Linked DNA regions of Mus musculus: regions 1, 2, 3 and 4 are each linked to region 5. The links are chromatin contacts, called in public ChIA-PET and promoter capture Hi-C maps. All regions are on one chromosome and are shown on one strand. Each heading gives the region's core, a stretch centred on a gene start, on an enhancer-like site or on the middle of the called end of the contact. The rest is flanking DNA. Distances are from core to core; before and after follow the strand shown. Region 1 holds the start of Amn (amnionless). Region 2 holds the start of Mark3 (MAP/microtubule affinity regulating kinase 3). Region 3 holds the start of Tnfaip2 (tumor necrosis factor, alpha-induced protein 2). Region 4 holds the start of Exoc3l4 (exocyst complex component 3-like 4). Region 5 holds the start of Hsp90aa1 (heat shock protein 90, alpha (cytosolic), class A member 1).

The links. Promoter capture Hi-C pulls out the DNA fragments that hold promoters and counts their contacts. ChIA-PET counts read pairs in DNA pulled down with a chosen protein or histone mark.
Region 1: a contact with region 5 is called in a promoter capture Hi-C map of liver, with 4 times the contacts expected there. The contact joins the promoter of Amn here to the promoter of Hsp90aa1 in region 5. A contact is called at or near these places in 4 of 39 promoter capture datasets (hippocampal neurons, liver and pre-B cells).
Region 2: a contact with region 5 is called in an RNA polymerase II ChIA-PET map of effector CD8 T cells, with 18 read pairs. The contact joins the promoter of Mark3 here to the promoter of Hsp90aa1 in region 5. A contact is called at or near these places in 3 of 39 promoter capture datasets (cranial neural crest, liver and pre-B cells) and 2 of 115 datasets of contacts at active chromatin or transcription factors (effector CD8 T cells and pancreatic cancer cells).
Region 3: a promoter capture Hi-C map of liver shows a contact between it and region 5, with 5 times the contacts expected there. The contact joins the promoter of Tnfaip2 here to the promoter of Hsp90aa1 in region 5. A contact is called at or near these places in 2 of 39 promoter capture datasets (both in liver) and 1 of 115 datasets of contacts at active chromatin or transcription factors (pancreatic cancer cells).
Region 4: a contact with region 5 is called in a promoter capture Hi-C map of liver, with 5 times the contacts expected there. The contact joins the promoter of Exoc3l4 here to the promoter of Hsp90aa1 in region 5. A contact is called at or near these places in 3 of 39 promoter capture datasets (hippocampal neurons and liver) and 1 of 115 datasets of contacts at active chromatin or transcription factors (pancreatic cancer cells).

Annotation. Positions count from the first base shown.
Region 1 is chr12:111,269,654-111,272,526 of GRCm38.p6, reverse strand. It overlaps Amn (amnionless), which reads right to left and starts at 1,431. Exons shown (of 12, transcript NM_033603.3): 1 at 1,363-1,431; 2 at 712-830; 3 at 585-629. The coding sequence starts at 1,405. Gm51960 (a long non-coding RNA gene) reads left to right here. Exons shown (of 3, transcript XR_003950150.1): 2 at 502-707; 3 at 1,312-2,873.
Region 2 is chr12:111,573,201-111,576,028 of GRCm38.p6, reverse strand. It overlaps Mark3 (MAP/microtubule affinity regulating kinase 3), which reads right to left and starts at 1,508. Exons shown (of 18, transcript NM_001370744.1): 1 at 928-1,508. The coding sequence starts at 978. 2810029C07Rik (RIKEN cDNA 2810029C07 gene) reads left to right here and starts at 1,627. Exons shown (of 2, transcript NR_045295.1): 1 at 1,627-2,156; 2 at 2,289-2,828.
Region 3 is chr12:111,441,284-111,444,169 of GRCm38.p6, reverse strand. Tnfaip2 (tumor necrosis factor, alpha-induced protein 2) reads right to left here and starts at 1,509. Exons shown (of 12, transcript NM_009396.2): 1 at 1,487-1,509.
Region 4 is chr12:111,416,159-111,418,906 of GRCm38.p6, reverse strand. Exoc3l4 (exocyst complex component 3-like 4) reads right to left here and starts at 1,477. Exons shown (of 14, transcript NM_001289487.1): 1 at 1,153-1,477; 2 at 43-147.
Region 5 is chr12:110,694,984-110,697,683 of GRCm38.p6, reverse strand. Hsp90aa1 (heat shock protein 90, alpha (cytosolic), class A member 1) reads left to right here and starts at 1,289. Exons shown (of 11, transcript NM_010480.5): 1 at 1,289-1,432; 2 at 2,004-2,165; 3 at 2,266-2,632. The coding sequence starts at 2,004.

The sequences.
Region 1 (2,873 bases), core at 182-2,681, 570 kb before region 5:
CCATGTCATCCCGTTAGGAAATTAGCAAAAGGAAGAGCCAGGCGTGGTGGCGCACGCCTTTAATCCCAGCACTTGGGAGGCAGAGGCAGGCGGATTTCTGAGTTCGAGGCCAGCCTGGTCTACGGAGTGAGTTTCAGGACAGCCAGAGCTACACAGAGAAACACAGTCTAGAAAAACCAAAAGAAAAGGAATTAAGGAAGAAAGGAAGAGAGAGAGAGAGTTCATTCTTAGCTCCAACCACAGGGTCTGAACTAGGGTCTCGGGACCATCAGCCTTTATTTATAAAGCACATAGCCTTAGCATGAGGGGAGGCAGGGGCTGTTTAACCTCTTGCTCCTCACCCTCCGGCTAGCTGGGCCACTGGTAGCTTGTTAACATGGCCTCCAGGAAGGGAAGGGCAGGCACGTTTCCCAGAGCCCACCCTGCACTTAGATACTGTGGGGGAGGGGACAGTGGAGCTGGACTGGGAGACCCCACGTACTCTCTGATGTCCTTTCCCAGAGATTGTCTCTACCCAGAGGCTCCATGGCGGCGCACGACCCAGGGCCAGCCATGCCCGCTGAGGCCACAGCCCCGAGCCTTACCATATCCGAGATGGCGTGACTGTCTCGTACCAGGACCGACACCATCTGCAGCAAGAGGTGGCGTTAGGCGCGAGGCTGACCGACCTCCCCACCTCCAGTTCATCCCCTCAACCCCCCACCAAGGTACCTTGTCCGCCGGGAACTGAACCGCATCTCCCGCGCACGGGGTCCGGTTCTGGTTCCAGTTGGAGGCAGTATCGAAGGAGGTATTGGGGACCCAAAGTTTGTAGGCGGCCCGAGTCATTGCTAAAGAAAGGAAGGCTGAGTGTCGCCTTCTGGGAAGGCGACTTTCCAAAGAGGCGCGGCAGAGGTGCACACAGCGCAAGGCGGTCAGGCCCCACCGCGGCGTTCTCAGGCGCACTCTTAGCTGATCTACAGAACCCGCGCAAACATGCCCTTCTCCTCCCTCGGAACGTCGTCTCTATTCACAGCACTCTGACTGCCCGGGGGGGGGGGGGTCGGAGGGGAATCGGCCCTTAGGAAAGAGCTCTGGCGGGAAGCTCACTGGGGCAGAGAGGGGTCCCAGAGCCCGGAGTTGGCGACCCTGTCCCGATTGTGCACAGAGGAGGCGCCAGGGGCTGGGAGGTCCACGGGAATAGGCTGCGGTTTCTCCACTTCCTGGGCTTTGGAAACTTTACCAACCCACGCCAGAGGACCGGGAAATTGAGGCAGGCTGCCAACGCCACCTCCATATCCCAACCTCTCCTGCGATCGCGACCCTTCCTAGAGAAACCTCAGCCTCAATCAAGGTCCAGACCCAGGGGGACACGGGGCCTACCACAGAGCTGCAGCCACAGCAGGACCCGGCCCAGAGCACCCATCTCTCCGCCGAGGCTCTCACAGATGCGGACTTCGCTCCGAGGGCCCCACGTGACCGGGCGGGGCTGAGGGACAGGGGGCGCCCAGATGTTACACATTTACCTTGGGATCGCCCAGCTGTCTCCTGAGGGCCCTTGGAGGAATCTTCTCAGCGGCTTTAGCATCTGCCCTTTAGGACCCAGGACCCTGGGTACCCAATAAGAGGGTGTCGTCCTGACTTTCCCGGTGACACGGTGTGGAGGTGGCCAAGAACCCTGGAACTCAGCCATCTTTGCCCATCTTCTCCAGGCCTGAAGTCTTAGCCTGGGTGTGTGCTCTGCAGGGATTGTGTGGGTTGCAGAACAGACCGGAAGGGATGTCAAAGGCGCGTGAAGGTCCTGGAAGAGAACAAAGAGAGCTAAGGCAGAGAGTGACGTGCCTGGGTAGGCTGGCCATGAAGGCAGGTTAGAGGTGACAGGCAGGGTGCACGATGAATGGAGAATCACCAGTGAGAGAAATGACGGGTGGGCCAGTCACCAAACGGTGGTGGCAGTGGCTTGAGGAGGGCTTCTGTGAGTACATCATTGACAGTGGCACCTGGTGTTGGATGTTAAATTCCTGATAGCAATGGGGATGACAGTGGCTGGAGAGTGACTGGGCTAATGGTAGAGGGTGGCTCACTGATAGCTGTGGATGAGTGGGTAGGGGACAGTGGGTGGTGGCTGGGTGGGAGTGATGGCAGCTGTAGACATGACTAGGTTGTGTGTGTGGGGGGGAAGAGTGGACCGGAAGGGATGTCTGGTGGATGGCAGACTGAGGATGCTGGGAAAGTGGGGTGAAGATGCTGGTGGGGTCCATCTGCAAGGAGTGTTGGCTGAGGTAACAGGAAGGTCGAGGAGAGGTAACAGATTTTATGTGGGATGAGTGGAAACAGACAGTAGATGAGGCGGGTCCCTTGGCAGGGCCGGAAAGAGGATGGAGATCGGGCAAACGGGGTAATGAGAGGCTACCCCAGGCAAGAAGCTTCCCAGCCCAGAGGTCAACATGTCACTCGGGAGTTGTCTCTTGTCATCCAGCCCCGCCCAGTCACATGTCCCTGTGGGGCAAAAATGGATGCCTGAAGAAGATACCAGGGAGGAGTGTGGGTGAACTGTGGGCAGATGAGGTTTGGTTGGTGGGTTGCATGGTGTGACTTCACAGCCAGCTTAGCAGGTTCACCCCAGACACACCTCTGGCTGTGGCTGTGAAGGTCTCTCCAGACACTGATCGGGCCAGACCTGCACTGACTGTGGAAAGTCTTCCTCTCTGCTTCCTGAGCCATACCACAGCGCGATGTGTATGACATACCAGTATGACCAGCCGCCTCATGCCCTCCCTGCCGTCTCCTCCAACTGTAAGCCCAAACACACTTTTCTTTCCTGAGGCCACCTTTGCCAGGTGTTTTGCCACAGTAGGGGTGTTAGAGGAATCACCTTGGGGTCAAGTTTGTGG
Region 2 (2,828 bases), core at 259-2,758, 880 kb before region 5:
TTTTCAAAGCATGAAAACACCCGAAGCATGAAAGCTTTTCCAAAGAGACTGCATTTTCTTGCCAGCAGTTACCTCATAGCTCCGCATAATGAAAGGCCAGTGAAGTTTCTTTACAAGTTATTTACTAAATGCTTTACAGAGGACAAAGCTAGGCTGGAACACTTTGGAATCCGATGCGGAAGAAGAGTTCAAAAAACACTTGGGCAGGTCAAACATTTCTTCAGTAGAACTTCTACTACACGTTTGTCACTCCCTAGCAATGCTGCTCCAGGCTGTGGTTTGGTTTGGTTCTGCAGGTCCTTTCCAACAAAATCCTTTTACATAGATTTGCTGGGTGTGCACACTGGACCGGGCCTGAGAGCTACTCCAAGCCAACCTTTTGCAGCGGAAGGAAAAGGCAACCCAGTGGGTGTCCCTCGGCCGGGCAGCAGAACAGAGCAGAGCTTCACATCTGCTTCTCAAAACACTCAGCCCGCTGCTTCCGAACAGATTTAGCTTTGCCAAGGACGGGAAGCTACTCCTTGATAAAGGCAGCGGCTCTGGAGCAGAGAACTACTCTTGTGAGTGCGGGAACTACGGGGGCCCACAAGGATCTCTCCACGGGGCACTTAGTTTTGGCAGTTGTCATTAAACTTAGTCCCCTTTTAAAGGGCGCTCCGCTCGACCCGATTGGATCCTATTAATCTGCACCTAGGTCTGACTGGCAGGCTCAGACCCTGCCCGACGTTAAGAGGAGAGTTGTGTTCAACCGCGCACTGGCCGCAGCAGCGCACGGACGGGTAATGCTCAGCCGACCGTAAGGACAGCGCGCAGGCCGCACGCGCGCCGCAGGACAGGGCTGCGCCTTGACCCCTGCCTGGAGCATCTGGGCTGGATCCCCCTGCTACCACCCTGAGGGTCTGCCACCCTGCAGCGCAGTCCACTCACGTTTTCAGTGTCTCGTTCATTCACCGTTGGCAAAGGGGTCCTAGTGGACATCTTATTGCGCTTTGATTCCGCACAACGCCAAGGCGAAAACAAAACCGCCCAGCTTTGGGCGGCCGGCGAGCAGCGGCCGCGAGCCTCCGGGCCCTGCCCTCCCTGGCCGGAGTCTAGATCTCCGGCCTGGCCCGGGCCGTGCGCCCGCGGGCCCCGGGGCTCATTCTCCCCCAGCGCCGGCGGCCGCACTGGAAGCGGGCCGGCTGGCCGCCGCCGCAAGCCTCAGGGCACCTCACGGGCCTCGCGGGCCCCGCGCCTCCTCGCCGCTCGCAGCCGCAGCGCCGCGGAGCTCAGCCCCGGGGGCTCGACACGGCGCGGCCGGCAGCCCCTGAAGAGGCAGCAGCGCAGGAGGATGGAGCGGAGATGGAGCGCAAGACAGGCCGCCGCGGCCTGCAGGCGCCGACCATGGAGGGAGCCGCGGAGGAGGCGCCCACGCCCGGCTGCTTTCCCTTCTCCGGCTCGCTTTCCGCCCGGCCTCGCCCTGCCGGCTGCCACCGCCGCTCCCGGCACCTCAGGAGCCTTACAGACTCAAGATGGCCGCGCCTCGGCTTCCTCCGCTGCCTCCGGCTGCCGGAAGTGACGCTACGGCCGCCTGGAGTTCCGCCAATCAGCGCGGTCGGAGCTAGCTGCCGGCTGCTGTTGCTAGGGGCGACTCGTCCTGTTGGGTCTGAGGGGGTGGTGCCGTCGGAAAGGTCTTGCTTGGTCTCCTCTCTAGCGGGCGGAGAGTTCCAATGGTCCAGATTGCCTGGGCATCCCTGACCCCTCCGGACCACTTCCCTAGAGGGCATCCTGTGCCCGACTGCTGGGCTGGCATTTGCAGAGTACAGATCTAGGCTGTCTGGATTATACTACACATGAAGAGCCTACTGTTTGCAAAAATTGACTTTTCTTTCCCGCGGCCACGCTGCAAAGGATGGAGCTCCAGCAGCGAAGCAGCAGTCACTGGTCTAGCTGAAGAGGAAGGAGCCAGGCTCCTGCTTCGTAACCGAGGCATCTAGCATCCAGCCAAAGAACTTTTTTGCCTCTGACTAAGGAGCCACTGGTTATCGGAGCCGGCTCAATTGAATACCCATTCGGATGAAAGAGTGAAGTATAAAATAACAAGGTAGCACAAAAAGCTGGGAAGAGGGACTCGATGAGATCACGTAGACGCCCCCAGGATCAGATCCTAAATGCCGGTAGGGGCTTATATAATCAATATTTCTCTGTCTCTTCCTCTCCCTTTCGTTCTCTCACTCCCTCTATCCCTCACTTTTCCCCTCTGTCCCTTTCTCCTTCCTCCTCTCTCGCCTCTCCCTCTCTTACTTCAGTCTTCTGAAGAGCGATATTGCTACAGGCTTGGACCAGGGAGTGACCTGCAGGTGGAACTCTGAATATGCTGCCTCTTCTAGAAGGCCTGCTCAGCGTGTCACCTCTTTATGTCTTCTAAGGAGAGAATCCATTGGTAGAGGAGGGAGGGCTATGTGAGCCGGGGTAAGACAAACTGTTACTAATAGTCCACCTTGTGCCGGTTATTCATTAAGCCTCAGTGTAGCCGCATAAGATGCTCAGGCACAGCACGTGACCTAAAGTCTGGGTAAGTTGGTTACTTTACCCAGGCCATCGGTGGTGTTGGTTATAGAAGGATCTGAACCCCATTCCTACAGCTTTAGAAATGGCTAAACTTGTGAGTGACTAAACTTTGCTTTCTTTCCTTCTTATGTTTTGTTTGCTTGCTTTGGTTCTGCCCCCCCAACACCCCGATATCCTGGTGTATCCTGCTTTGTGAAACAACAGATCTTCAAACACCAGCATCACATCCAGAGAGGCCAGAGGGTCCCAAGACAAAACAAGCCGGGGCCAAGACGCAC
Region 3 (2,886 bases), core at 260-2,759, 750 kb before region 5:
AGCTTAAAATAATCTTGTGGTCACTAGCTTGAGCTTGGAGGCCAGAGAACATCTCCCTCAAAGGACTGGCTTTTCTCAGGCCTCCACATCCCTGACTGTGTGTGTGGATTGTCAGAGCAAGGAAGACCACCCGAGGAAGCAGGGCTAGCCTGGAGGGAGGGAGCAGGCAGGAGGAGGGCCTTTCTGGTAAACGGTGTGACCCATTACCAGGAGGTGGCTTCCCTGCCCCATCCTTCAAGGATAAAAACCCCAAGCTGTAGCTTCATTTCTTCAAAATGACCTGGCGTGATCCAGGAACAGCTCCCGGTAAGGCAAGTGGGAAGACCCACCATCACGAAGGAGAACCCCGGAAACTGCGGAGGGGAGGTGCTTGCCCAAACACAACACACTTTAAGGGCCCTTTCCCACACCATCTCCGCCTCCACCAGCTCAACTGCCCAGGTTCGGGATAGATTCCTGAGGGGCTTATCTCATAACTGGGGCATGGGTAAAGCACCCTGATTGGACAGAAAGCCTGGGCTCCTCTACCCCAGCTCTTATCATCCTCACCAGGTGCCCTGAGCAGAGAGAGCCCTCTCTCTCGTTAACCTCATGAGGCCTGAGATAGGGCCAGGCAGTTTTTAAAGCCTGTGCCAACCTATCCCACTCGCATGGCAAACACCCATAAGGGCTGGCCTGGCTGATGGAGCTGCTGACCTGAATGTCTGGCCCCAGTTGCCCTTCAGTGTCAGAGGCTATTGGTATAAAAGGGAGGAGCATCTGCGGGCTCAGCTACACTTCTCACCAGGATTAGGGCTAAACAACATTCTTCCTCAGTATGTCTCGGTTTTCCCGTTTGTAAAATGAGAACGAGCCCTCCCCTCACTCCTTTCTCAGTGCTGCTCAGAGGATGTGGCAAAATCAGAAGCCTGGCACTGGGTGGGCCTTAGAAAGCAAGTTCCCCTGTATCCCTGACTGCAGAGGGGAAAGGCAGCAGGAGTAATGAGATGCTGTTTAAAGCATCACCAAGCCGGGCCCGCAGAGGCACGAAGGGGTCTCAGAGACACATGGGAGGGCTGCATCTGGTGGCTGGATGGTGTCACCTCCCTCAATTCTAGACACCACAGAGAACCTCACTGATCTTGCAACTAACTTACTGACTCTTGCCCCACAAGAGATCATCCGGACAGGGAGTCCCGCGGGTGCTGGGACCTTCCTTTTGTAAACCCGAGACTCCCTCACTTTTGTCCCAGTCCCTACAACACTTAAGAAACTTTCGCTGCGCGCGGGGATTCCGGACCCTGGTGTGAGGGGCTCAGAGTAACGCCTGTAAGTCCCTAGCAGTGCGTATGCTGGAGGTCAAGGGACCTCGAAATATCCCGCCCGCGTCCCCTTGGCCACTCAGGGCCATTCCCCCGGCGAATCCTGTCCGACACTCTGTGTCAGGACTGGAAGGGAAGCTACGTAGAGCGGCAGGGACAGAGGCACAGCGGCAGAGGTCACTTACTGTGTCCAGGACAGGACGCCTTAGTCCCGACCCTGGAGGGGCCCTCCTAAAATAGTCGCAGGCTCCGCCCAGACTCTGCCTGCTCCACCAACCGCAACCGCGGAAAATCCGCTGGCGGACGCCTCGGCCCGGCGAGTCCAGTGTTGGGGGCGGGGCCGGGCCGGTAGAGAGAGGGGCGGGGTCACTTTGCTGTTCCCAATAGCCTGGAAAGAGTGGTCTTGATGTGCGTGCACAGGGAGCCACGAGTTCCGCTTAGCGGAGAGCTGTTGTCGCACCACGGTCTCTGATTGGCTACCTAGCAGGGGCGCACGCACAAAGCCTCTGTCCCGCGTCACACAGTCAGCACCTACTTAGGTCTGGGGAGTGCCCTCTTCCATCTCAACGCCTCTGCCAAGTGTTGTTACCGCTCTGAGCACCCCTGTGTCCTTGAAAGTCTGGAAGGAAAGCTTCCCGGAGGAGGTGTCCTAAGGCAGCTGGGCACACGACTGGTAGTGGGACCTCTCAAAACCTCTCATCACCAAGCCTTGAGTGATGGGGCCCATCTTCATCATTATCCTGAGGTTACACAGAAATGACAGACAGCCCTCACCTGAGCCTCCTTCTCCAGGGCTCCCAGTGACAAGATTTTCCAGGATGGGGCTGGGGGTGATCCTCAGCACTCCCTTCTGCGGGCCTTTTCTCGGGGGTCTTTTCTCGGGGGTCTTCCCACCTTGGGGAAGGTGGGGTTGTAGGCTAGTGTAGAAAGGGGAATTTCTGCCCTCTGGAAGATGGGCTCACTCAGGAATTTCCCTGCTAGACACCAGCTTCTTTTTTGCCTCTACTTGGAGCTCGGCTCCTCCCCATCTTTTGTTTGGGCCCTCTCTTCTTTCCCTGCCTGTCTAAGCACAGAGCTTTGAGGAAAGAGGGAAGGGCAGCTGAGTGGGTGGGTTATGTTAAGGGGTTGTCCCTGGAAACCCAGAACTTCCTCTTCCTCCTGGGGAGCAGTGGCCAAGTGCCAGGTTTAAGAAGACTCTCCTCCATCCTATACCATGGTAGGTTGTAGGAGGCAAGAACAGAAGGCTGCCGGGCGGGAGTGGTGCACACATTCAATCTCAGCACTTGGGAGGCAGAGCAGACAGATCTCTGAGTTTGAGGCCATCCTGGTCTACAGAGCAAGTTCCAGGTAGCCAGGGCTACGCAATGAGAGCCTGTCTCAAAACTCAAACCGCACGCTTCCTCTTCTCCCTGAGGTCCTAATGGGTGATATTTCTATTGAGCCTCCAGGGTCCAAGCTGGGTGTTGCCTCTGCTCCACAAGGGAAGACAAAGACCCTAGGACTGTACCCACAATCCCATCCAAATATAGAAAGAGGATGAGAACCCAGGCCTTCTACTTCCAGCCTTCTACCTCCTAGCGGCCTC
Region 4 (2,748 bases), core at 228-2,727, 720 kb before region 5:
TGTTTCTCTCTGGGACGAACGACATCCTTCCTCCCCACCTACCGTAGGACCAGGCTATCCCCTGTCCTTCAAAGCCCCAGGGGCAACCACTGCCAGCAGGTTGTGGCGTCCGTGCCTTGAAACCTTCCCTGCAAGCTGAGTCCTTTCCTGAAAATATGGAACAGGGCAAGAAAATATGGTTTCAATCCGCCTCAGTGCTCGCCTTCGAGATCTAGTGAAATCAACAAGCTAGGAAAATCAGTAAGAGCTGCAAATGTCAGAAGCAAGCAGTTCCGAAAAATCCTAAGCGCGGTTATTATGGGAATAACAAGAGTTTAGTAAATTCCATGTGTTGATTTTGCAAACACGATCAGTAGCTGTTCTATGTGCCAGCCAGGCCTATTTTAAAAAAGACACAGGCTCCCTTCACAGTTGCCAAAATAAAAACATCCCTGGTAGCCACCCCCCACTGAAGGACAGACTTTCACTGAAGGACAGACTTCTTAAGTAGGCACACAAGGCTTTTCCTCGGGTTTGTCTTGCTTTTCTCTGTTGCCCCTCTGCGTCCCAGGACTCATTCCCTGTCCAAGCCTTTCTGGGAGTTGCCCCTCATCTTCCAGCTGCTGAGAGCTTCCTTGGGGCTCTTCCTCTGAGAAGCTCACCCTTTTCTGGGTCTAGCTCCAGCCCTAGATAGTAGTTATATGATCTGAGATCTTTCTGCCACTTGGCCAGGAGCCTCCAGGGAGCAAGGAATGAGCCTGGCTCAGACCCATGATGGGGCCAATAAATAAATGTCAGGTACCCAAGGAATGGTGTGGCCCTGCCATGATTGTGAACCTGTGGTACCTCTTTCAGATCTTCGTGCTAGCTAGCTCCAGTGCCTCGCCGTGTGTGTGATTGTCTTGTAATATGTGTGTGCGTCTTCCGTGTCTGTGTCTGTAGGCCTCATGGATGTCTCTGCTCTCTGCAAGTGTGTGTGGCTGTTTATGTGTTCGGATGTGCGTATATCTCCTGTGGCTGAGTTGGTATTCTAGTTCAGCCGTCCTGGGCTTGGAGCCCAGACCCTTGACAACAAAGCCAACTAACACAGCCAGAGTAGTCTCAGCCTCTTGGGTCCCCACCCACGGCCCCAAACACCCTCACATCCTCCTGCCCCACCTGGCTGGGTCTTACCTGATAGGCACGCAGACAACTGCACCCAGGCAGCAGAGGTCCTAAGCAAGCCAGCCAAGCAGGATCCTGAGACCAGGTCCAGGAGAGAGATGGCTGCCAGCACAGCCCAACTGGTGGACCAACAGCTGGGACTTCCCAGCCACAGGACCGCCCTGACCCACTCTCTACTCGGACCCCATACTTTCGCTTTCAGAAAAGTTCCACCCCTTTCATTCCAGAGACAACCACTCTAACCTTTGATCAGCCACAGTCCCGGAGCTTGCCTGAGCCTGATCGGAGCTTGACAGGGAGAGACTGGGGAGGGGAGGCTAGGGAGGGCCCTAAGGGAAGCTGGGGAGGTGGAGATTAGTGGAGGAGAGGTTAGGGAGGTGGGGCTAGGGGAGGAGGATGCAGCAGCGGGGGCTGGGGACCACCGAGGATTGTCAGATCCTGACCACTGCCAGAGGTAAGATAAATGGGAGGTTTTTACCCCCTAGTGCTCAAGCCCAGAAAGTCTCCTCTCTCCAGCCAAGGGCTGCAGCTCCAGGCCAGTCTAGGACGTTCACTCCAGTGCCCCCTATGCTTGCCCGAGCTGAGAAGCAGAGAGCAGAGACCTGTTAGGGAAGTTTTCTGTAATGCCTGGGGCACCAGGTGTGAGCCATACACTGCTCCGGAGTGCTGGTGGGAGAGGACCGAGGGACCGCAGGGGCTCACACTCAGGAATGACAGGCAGCCTTCTAGGCAGAAGCAGCGCAGCATGAACAGCGTGGAGGAGGGGCTGTTGTGAATGGCTTCGGAACTCAGGCCTTCTGCTTTCACAAAGACTCAGACAGGAAGCTTTTCTCGGAGAGGGCCATGGAGATTTCAGAAGAGGCACGTCCCCTGATTTCAGGGGGATTCCACAGTCAGCGTCTTAAGAAAAAAAACTTGGAGGAAATCCAAGGACACATTCATGACTGACCTGCTCTGTACCTGGGTACAGTATGGATGCTCTGGTTACAGTACTCAGTACTGAGTACTCAGTACTGGGCTGTGAGAACACAGCGCCACACAGGCTATACTCTCCCGGTTTGGGGGACCTGAGGGCTAAGGTCTTGACTCTTCTGAGGCTACCTCTTTTTTCCTCTTCCTCCTCCTTTCCTTCGTCTTCCTCCTCCTCCCCCTCTTCTACTTCTTCTGGAGACAGGGTCCCACTATGTATTCTTCTATGTCCTGTGGCTCACTATGTAGACCAGGCTGGCTCTGTAAGCACAGAAATTGGATTAAAGGCATGTGCCATCGTGCCTGGTGCTCTCTCTCTTTATGTGTTCTTTCCTCTGTATGTGTCTGTCCAGTTTTCTCTTCTTTATAGCATGTGGAGTGTGGTGGTTTGTATGTGCTCCATCCAGGGAGTGGGACTATTTGGAAGTGTGGCCCTGTTGGAGTAGGTGTGTCACTGTGGGTGTGGACTTTAAGACCATCATCCTAGCTGCCTGGAAGTCAGTGTTCTGCTAGCAGCCTTCAGATGAAGATGTAGAACTCTCAGCTCCTCCTGCACCATGCCTGCCTGGATGCTGCCATGTTCCTATCTTGATGATAATGGACTGAATCTCTGAACCTGTAAGCCAGCCCCAATGA
Region 5 (2,700 bases), core at 40-2,539:
GGTGTTGGGAATTGAACCTGGGTCCTCTGGAAGACCAGTCCATGCTTTTAACCACTGAGCTATCTCTCCAGCCCTTTTCTTTCTAATCTTAGTAATCGTTTTGTCAGCAGGAAAAGATGCGGAAATAGGAAATACAGGGTGGGAGTAACCCAAAGGAAAGGTATGGGGAGTGAAACCGAAGCCTATATTAAAGATAAACAAACAAGGAAACTATCTTTTGGGTCACGTTAATCGCCCAAAGTAACTTCGTATGTACACCATATGAAGGTGCTTCAAAAATCAGGATAGAGTGTTTTATATGACCATTTTTTGACTGCGTGTGCCTGTGCACCATGTGTGTTCCTGGTGCCCGTGGAGGCCAGAGAGGATAGTTTATTTCCAAGAACTGTAGTAACTGGTGGTTGTGAGCTGCCTTAACGTGCGTGTTTGGCACCACTAACTGCTCCCAGCCATCTCTCTAGTCCTTTACACTTATTTTCACACTGTGCGAGTGTGTGTGTGTATGGGCACGTGGGAGACACAGCGCTGAAGGCTAGCTTTTTTTCCCACGCTCTGGGTGGCAGATATCAAACCCAAGCACCTTTACTGGAAGAGCCATCTTTCCAGCCCCAAAATTACAGTAAATTAAGGTAGCACAAATTTGATACAAAATCCCTCACAACGCCCAATTTGAGGGTCATAGCTTTTGGTCAAAGAGAAATCCCCAAGCACTCTGGACGGATTTGTAAGACCCACCGTGTAAGGTCTCTCAGTAAGCCCACTGTAAGGCTTCAGAACACACTCCAGCGGGGTCAGCCCTGAAATTCAGACTACGCAACCAGAACCCCAGTCCGGGAGGCGCCCCACCCATCAAGGTGGAAGCCAGGGGGGGGGCGGGACTCGCCTCCTGCGGGGTCCGCGTTCCCAAAGGGAGCCCGAAGGGGGACCTTTTGCCTGCAAGGACCTAAAGCGCCGCAGAGGACCGCGAGGTTCACACAACACGCGCGCGTTCCCATGGGGACGTCCCTTTTACAGAGCGCCGGGGAAAAGAAGCCTTAGACCACAGGGCTCACATGGAGGCTTCAGGCGCATGCGCTGGCCGGCCCGTCCGCGCGCGCGCGTGCGGCCCGGGAAGGCGCCCGGCCCGCCGAGCGTTCCGGACTGCGCATGTGCAGAGCACCTGGCTGTGGAGGAGGGGCTTGCGTTCGTTCTCCGCGCGGGTTCGGCGCGCTCCAGGTGGAGGGGCGGGGCCCGTCCATTGCGCAGGCGCGGGCGCGCGGCCGAGGCGACGGTTGGGGAGGGTTCTTCCGGAAGGTTCCGGAGGCTTCTGGAAAGAAGCGCCGCGCGCTGGGCGGGCCCGCCTCTATATAAGGCCGGCGCAGGGGGCGGCGCGCCAGTTGCTTCAGTGTCCTGGTGCGGAGCGTCACGTCTCGTGCGTGTTCATTCAGCCACGGTGAGTGATGGCGCAGGCGGACTTAGCGGGGGCTTGGGGAGCAGGGCCGTAGGTTGCTGGCGCCGCGGCGGCAGCGGGGCCACCATCCGAGTTCCCTCAGCCCGCGGAGGTGGGCGGCCATGGCTTCCGACCCTAGGCCCCAGGCGGGCCTCATATCTACGCCCCAGGCCGGGGATGCGGCAATGGCCGCCGAGGAGGAGCGGTGGCGGCGGCGAGGCGGGCGCGGGGCGAGCGAAGCGAGGGTTGGGCTGTCGCCGGTGCCGCCGAGGCGCGGGCGGGCGAGGGAGGCGCCATAGCGGCGGGTTGGGGGAGGGTGGCCGTTAGGAACGGCGTGCGTGGAGCCGCCCGGGTCCGAACGTCCTCCCGGAGGCGCGCACATGCGCTTCGTAATTACCGCATTCTGAAATGAGGTCATCCCTTTGTCATCCACCCCCCGCCCCGTCGCCCTTTTCTATTTCGTCCCTTTCTTAGTCCAAAATAGAGTCGGTAAGAGACCTCTATAGAGGAGGGGCGGTCGTTAGCACGCCTGCAGCCATTCTGTGAGGCTTTAGAGTCGTCCTCTGTGTTCCAGATGCCTGAGGAAACCCAGACCCAAGACCAACCAATGGAGGAGGAGGAGGTCGAGACCTTTGCCTTTCAGGCAGAAATTGCCCAGTTAATGTCCTTGATCATCAATACCTTCTACTCGAACAAAGAGATCTTTCTGAGGGAGCTCATCTCCAATTCATCGGACGTGAGTATACCACTTGGAGGATTGGACGTTGCTTTCCCTGAAAATTTCACCTTGGGGTTTGCGCTTGACGGTTTTTTCATTTTTAATCTTTTCTTAATAGGCTCTGGATAAAATCCGTTACGAGAGCCTGACGGACCCCAGTAAACTGGACTCGGGGAAGGAGCTGCACATCAATCTCATTCCCAGCAAACAGGACCGAACCCTGACCATTGTGGATACCGGGATTGGAATGACCAAGGCCGACTTGATCAATAACCTTGGCACCATTGCCAAGTCGGGCACCAAAGCCTTCATGGAGGCTTTGCAGGCTGGTGCAGATATCTCTATGATTGGCCAGTTTGGTGTTGGTTTTTACTCTGCCTATTTGGTTGCTGAGAAAGTGACTGTCATCACGAAGCATAACGACGATGAGCAGTATGCCTGGGAGTCCTCAGCTGGGGGATCCTTCACAGTGAGGACTGACACAGGTAGGCATAGGCCAAAAGGAATGTATTCAATTGTAGGGGGTGTCTGGTTAACTTCAGTAAGTGCTTGA